Regions from separate parts of the Mus musculus genome. Here region 2 is linked to region 1. A link is a contact called in public HiCAR-type data. All regions are on one chromosome and are shown on one strand. The core of a region is the stretch at or near the end of the contact, and the rest is flanking DNA. Distances in the headings are between cores, read along the strand shown. Region 1 overlaps Ntrk2 (neurotrophic tyrosine kinase, receptor, type 2). Region 2 overlaps Gm34354 (a long non-coding RNA gene).

Region 1 (3,280 bases), core at 530-3,029:
GTGGTGATAGAATAATTTTATTTTTTTATTTATTTATTTTTGTTTTTTGTTTTTTCGAGACAGGGTTTCTCTGTATAGCCCTGGCTGTCCTGGAACTCACTTTGTAGACCAGGCTGGCCTCGAACTCAGAAATCCGCCTGCCCCTGCCTCCCGAGTGCTGGGATTAAAGGCGTGCGCCACCATGCCCGGCAATAGAATAATTTTAATGGTGTTCTAGCTTCCATGTCTGGCTTACATTAAATCGTGTATCTGCCTCACTCAAGGAGGATAGGTATTCTACACAGCTTCCTTACCAGACCACCATCAGGATCCAATAATTGATCAAACATCAAATGCTCTATGGATGTGTGTAGCTATTGTCATGTCCAATGAAATTAGACAAGCGTTCAGACAGCCATGAAGAGAGGTGAAATACCATCAAGCTTCACACAGCCACATGAGGAGAGAGGCTCTCCCTAGCTGCAGGACGGTACCTCGCCTTGGAGGAGTGTAGGGATGCAGGAGGAGTCGGCTCTAGCATCTGTCTTCTGTCCTAGCCTCTGCTTAGGACTGGGGACCCTGGGGATCACCTTGCTTTGCCTGGATTTTCTGAACTCAAATTGTACTGACCTGGGTTATCAGCACAGTGAGGTGCACACGACTAATGAAGCTGCCGCTCTGTAACCTGAGGGTGGCCTGAAGGTCCTTCTGAGCTCCCCTGCCTCTATAGAAAGGAATGGACGAGTTAGAGAAAGGACTGAAGGAGCTGAAGGGGGTCAAAACCCCATAGAAAGAACAACAATATCAACCAACCAGACCCCTCAGAGCTCCCACCAACCAAAGAGTACACATGGAGGGACTCATGGCTCCAGCCACACATGTAGCAGAGGATGGCCTCGTCAGGCATCAATGGGAGAAGAGGCCCTTGGTACTGTGAAAGCTTGATGCCCCAGTGTAGGGGAATACCAGGATGGGAGTGGGTGGGTAGGTGGATGAGGACATGCCATCATAGAAGCAGGGGAAGGGAGATAGGGACTTTTGGGAGGGAGGGGGATCAGGAAAGGGGATAACATTTGAAATGTAAATAAAGAAAATATCCAATAAAAAGAGAGAGTAATGAGGGACAATTGGGACTGTTGTACTTCAGGTTTTAGGGACCTCACAAGAGAGCGCAGCCTCATCTTTGCCTCAGTTTGCCTGGTCAGTGTTAGCCTGACACAGTCACCATCCAGTGCTGATCTCTGATTATAAGTCTGGGTGCCTTTAATTGCTGCCCAACCCCTAGAACCCCGGGACTGTGAGAAAAGCCAGCATTTGTGTTTTCCAGGGGCTCTGCCGAGGTGCTAATTAGGCTCTTAGCAAAGTTTTACAATCAAACAGTAAGAGGATTGTTGATTTTTTTCTTCCTTCTTCCTCCTTTTTGGCTTTTGGCCCCATTCCTAAGTATGCTTCATAAAACTCATCTTGTTCTTTGGCCCGTAACCCCGAGCTGCAGTGTGCTGCTGGCAACCCAGACTAGCAGCTGCTCCAGGGAGGGTAGAGCTGAGCTGAGCGGAGCAGACTGGGAGAGGTGGCTCCATGGGGCAGCATAGAGCTGATGGGGGGTGGGGTGGGGTGGGAGAGGCAGCTCCACAGGGCAGCATAGAGCTGATGGGTGGGGGCGGGAGGCTGCTCCATAGGGTAGTGTGAGCTGATGTGTGTGTGTGTGTGTGTGTGTGTGTGTGTGTGTGTGTGTGGTGGGGTGTGGGGGAGATGATGCGGAAGTTTCCTCATCCCTCTTTTTCCTTCTCTCTCCCTCCTGGTCTCTGCTTTTCTCTCCCCTTCCCTCCACTCCCTTCCCCTTCTCTCCCCTCTCTTCCTCTTTCCTCCCCTCCCTCCCTTCCCCAGTCTTTCCTTTCCCTCGCTCCTCCTTCCCTTCCCCTCCCCTCCCCTCCATCCCTGCCCCTGTACCCCTTTTATTTATTTTTGGGGAGAAGAACAGATTTTTTTTTCCTTTTTTTTCAGGCTTTGTGATGAGTATGAACACACCTGAGCCTTAAAGACAGGCAGAGATTTTTTGTGTGATATTGTTCCACAGAAGCCATTCTTAATTCATGTCCCCAAAGAAAAGGCTTACATGGGCATGTCTCTCTCACGACTTCCTGATGGGTTCGAGTATATTTTCATCCCGGGTACCCTTCTCTCCTTTCACCAGCTAACCCTGTCAGCCTGTGATTTAGCTCCTACAGATGACTGAGATGTCATTGGCCTGATAGCATTCTGGCCTTAGGTCCAGGGCAGAGCCAGGGTTACTGTCCCTAGCAGACTTTCTTCTTAGACACCTGCCTGCCTGGGCCACTCGAGAAGCCAGGAGCTGCGTGGATGGGGTCTTGGCTGTTTTTGTGGGCTGTGTGTTTTCACACTTTTGCTACTTTTCAAAAATATCCATCCAGAGGCTCAAGAACTTTAAGTAAATATGAAACAGTAAACAAATTCAGCTGCCAGGATCACTGGAAACACTCAAACAACAGGCATTTGGAACACACCAGGAAATTCATAAGGTTTTTTTTCCTCCCTCCCATGGATAGAAAGAGCATCTTTCTGTTGCTTTGTTTAAATTATAAAGATGCTGTGTTTTGGGGGAGCTCACGATAAAGTCTGACACATGCCCTGTTCCCCAGTGTTCTGCCCTGGTCTCTTCTTGGAGCTACTCCTTCATTGAGGTCACATGTAAATAGTCCCACCAGGCAGGCGGCTTCCGTCAGCAGGTGTATTCCTTCCGGGAAAGACAGTTGAAAGTCTCTCTAGCCCAGGTTTTGTTTGTCACACACCTTAAAAATGTTCAAGATGCCTCTTAGTTTTAGAATCTCTCTCTTTCCTCCTCTCATGGGCTTATACTGTGCTGTTTTATTACATATTCCCCCAATTAAGTGCTCAAAGCATCGGGAGCCCAACTGGGAGAGAACTGGACTTTCAATCGATACACGAGACATAAACGTTTGGGTGAAACAAAGATATTAAAGAGAGACTCTGAGAAACATACACTCTTCTCTCATAGTGCATAGGCACTGTAAGCGAGGCAGGGACCCCCGGAAGTTATCTTCTCATGTAAAAGGCACAGTTTGGCTCCAAGTAAGATGGGTACCCGAGTCCAGGAAAATTACGCTTTAAAAAACAAAACCACTATCATTCTTAAATCATAACCTTTAAAGTTACACTTAACATATCTGATTTCTTTCAGAAATTTCACACGAAACAAGCTGACGAGTTTGTCCAGGAGACATTTCCGCCACCTTGACTTGTCTGACCTGTAAGTAACGAT
Region 2 (3,280 bases), core at 487-2,986, 340 kb after region 1:
ACATGGACAGAAAAAAGGGTATCTTTAAGGAGGAGCTCACAGGTAGCAGGTGAAGGGCTTTATCCCTTATTGTTGTAAGTATGTTACATTTTTCTTAAAATACAAGTCATTTATTATATCAACATTTAATAATGTAGCCATGTTTATTGTATACAGGGGGAAATTACCTCAATTTGAATGCTAAATCAAATGCATAATTAAAGTGTTCATTGATACTGTCTCCTGCAATCCCTTCTATGCAAAGGAAACTTATTTGACAAACCTACATCTATTATTTTATACATATTACAGCCTTAATAGAAAAAAATCTCGCACTTAACATTTATGTATTAAGACTATTGTTGAAAATATCCATATAAATTATCCCCCAAAGGATCTATAATATACATTCCCCAGAGACATCTTAACATAAAACATTTTTAGGTACTCCTAATTTTTTTAAGCTATGACTATTGAGTAAATAAAATAAGAAAGAAATTTTTAGTAGAACTTCTGTGTTTGATGTCAAATTTTATAACCCAATGAAGCTTTCCTCTTACAAGTAATGTTGTTTTATATAAGCAAATAACATTTTAAGGATTTATAAAACATTTAACAGACCTCAAAATGCCATTTAAATGGGTATTAAGAAGGCAAATGGATACTTTAGTTCCTCAGCCTGCTTAAAAGGCACTTTAACATATCCCTAAGCATTCACGTTCACTTAGGCACACACGCATGTTAAAGGATGTCAAGACTTACAAACAAAATTAAAAAGACGTAAAAATGGTAAAATATTCCCATTTCTGTCTTTGGAGGGAATGGGGTTAGCTCTTGGGGAGCTTGTCAGGCTGCCTTTGTCTGTCTGTCAGTGTGTTACCTTCACTCTCTTGGAATGGTCCTGTCAGGGTTGTTTAACATCAAGAGGGCAGTTGGCCCCCATCAGTTGGTTGACACTGTGTGGCCTGGTGTCCCTGTGTCACTGACAATCTTTGTACCACCCCAAAATGAATCCGATATCAGCTTTTATAATCTTTATCTCATCATTTTTTATTTTGTCTCACAAAATACAAATATTAATTTAAAGCATACCCAGATGCTATAATTTAATATTCTATTTATTTCTGGCATTGGAATAAAATAGATTTTAAACCACCAGCCTTGCTTGTAGCCAGTCCCCTCACTAAATCCTCCTGTTAATTTTAAAACTCAAAATTCTTTTGAGTTTTCTTTGTACACACTTATCTCTTTAAATAATGAGAGGTTTTTTTTTTCTTTTCCTTTTCTAACCCTTGAAGGCTTTTACTTAATTTCCCTCCCCATGCCATTCTGCAAAATATCCAGTCTTCACTGAACAAGAGGCTCTGAGTATCTCTGTTCCATTCTGAGTCTCAAAGGGGAAGTCTTTCATAGTTCACTGTTAAATATGGTGTTTACTGTAAGACTCCAAGGAAGCCTCTTTCACATTAAAAAGCACTCCTCCGTTTCTAGCTTGCCAGGCAGTTTTTCCATGGCTGGACTTTCTGTTTTATTCTTTTTAACAAATAAATGTTACAATGCCTTCCACTTCTGTTAGTGTGGCGAGTTACCCAGGCTCTCGGAACATTAACCCACTCACGCATCAATTGATTTGCAAGTGTTTCAAGATTTTTATACAATGTTCATGAGGGAAATTGGCATGTAATCTTCTTTCTCACAGTCTCCTTGCCAGGGTCTGGCATCAGAATGCAGCCTTCCTCCTCCGAGAACCAGCTTGGGCACGCTCCATCTTTTCTCATCGAGGTCCACATGATTTCTTCCTTAAACGTTTGGGAAGATTCGCTAGTACAAGCATCTGGGCCCAAAGTTGTTTTTCTGGAAAGGAAGCATTCGATTTATCTAAGAAATAAAATGCGCTCAGATTTTTCTACTTCATGGGTCAGATTTGGCAACTCGAGATTTTTGAGGAATTTGTCCATTGGCAGCCAAATCTTCACATTTCTTGGAGTAAGACTGTGGTTAGGATGCTCGGGAGAGCATTTTAGCTTCAGCAGGATACATTCCAATGCCACTTTACTTATGTTAACGGCAGCATTTTCTTTTTCTTTCATGCCTGTCACGAGCAGGTTGTGGGTCTCGGTCACCCATTCCGTGAACCATTGTTGGCTCTCACTGGTCCTTGTCATTTACACGGCATCATTGTTATTACAGCTGAGCCTCTGACTTCTGTGTTTTCTTGTTTCCCACCTCCAGCTTCTTTGTTACCCTTTGCCTACTTTGTTGAATCGGAAGCTCGCAATCACGTGTTTTAGAACTTTGTGTGTTTATTTATTCTTCTCTTGGAAATTTTGGTGAAAATCTCAGTCAACTTGAGAGCAAAAATGTACCTGCTTGTTTCTTGCCCCGTTTTCTGTGCACAGCGACTGTGTCCCAGTGGATAGTGTGCTGATGGGTTTTTTCTTTTTTAAATTTCGTTATCTATGTTTCTATTTTATCAACTACAGGCGCTCCCCTTGTCTGTGTCTGTAGAATCAGCTCCACTTCCCTCCACACACGGTTGTCTCTCTCATGGCACTCACACATTTACAGTCTTGAATTTTCCAAGGAGACAGGTATGTTTATCACTAGGAAATCACTTGCTATATACTTAGGAATGAATGTCTCTTGACCGGATCCCACTTTATCTGAGGTTAGTGGAGTTCAGAGTGCATCCTTCCAACTTGTGACTGAATGTGTTTAAATATAATCTCTATGTATTTTTGCACTCGGGCAGAATATGAATGCTTTTATAATTTTATTCCATCTGATGACCTGAGATTTTACTTAGTCCATTTTCATTTGTTGTAACTGTGAATGTATTGGAGTTTAGAGCTACTAATTTATTCTTGAATTTTGTTCCTTCTTTTGGAGTAAAAAATTATTTTTCCTCTAAAGCTGTTAGAATGGTTTACACTTTCTTTTTCTTTAAATTGTCATCATGTAGATGAAACATAAATTACATTTTTTTTGGGGGCTGGGCTACTAGCTAGTACTTAACTATGTGAATTAATTTTGACTACCTGAAAATTTACCTCTTTTTCTTTTAAAATGTGACCACCATGAGTTTGACTCTAACTACATCATACAAGGACTGCTACTTTGTCTTTTTTTATGTAGTGTTTTTATTTATTCCGTGAGAATTCCACGCAATATGCTTTGTTTTCTTTAGTTAATATTTGTGTATATTTTCTTTTCTCTATTCTTTATTCCTTCCCCTGGGCATATTTTATTGTTCCCTGAAAGAAGCTCTCTTTAGTGTACCTTGTATCCACAAAAAAAAAAA

Evidence for each region. HiCAR-type assays count read pairs that join an accessible place to other places.
Region 2: a HiCAR-type map of astrocytes shows a contact between it and region 1, with 5 times the contacts expected there. The contact joins two enhancer-like sites. A contact is called at or near these places in 1 of 484 Hi-C or Micro-C datasets (nephron progenitors) and 2 of 115 datasets of contacts at active chromatin or transcription factors (both in astrocytes).

What each region holds. Positions count from the first base shown.
Region 1 is chr13:58,839,677-58,842,956 of GRCm38.p6, forward strand. It overlaps Ntrk2 (neurotrophic tyrosine kinase, receptor, type 2), which reads left to right. Exons shown (of 18, transcript NM_001025074.2): 5 at 3,200-3,268. Among named protein-coding and RNA genes, the nearest start is that of Ntrk2, 34 kb to the left of the region's middle. Within about 2 kb of position 1,780, at least 72 of the 459 cell types and tissues checked have an H3K27ac peak or open chromatin away from gene starts, as enhancers often do. A contact at or near this core is called in astrocytes, where this site is marked.
Region 2 is chr13:59,179,290-59,182,569 of GRCm38.p6, forward strand. The region is part of intron 3 of Gm34354 (a long non-coding RNA gene); the gene reads left to right. Among named protein-coding and RNA genes, the nearest start is that of Gm34354, 32 kb to the left of the region's middle. Within about 2 kb of position 1,737, at least 18 of the 459 cell types and tissues checked have an H3K27ac peak or open chromatin away from gene starts, as enhancers often do. A contact at or near this core is called in astrocytes, where this site is marked.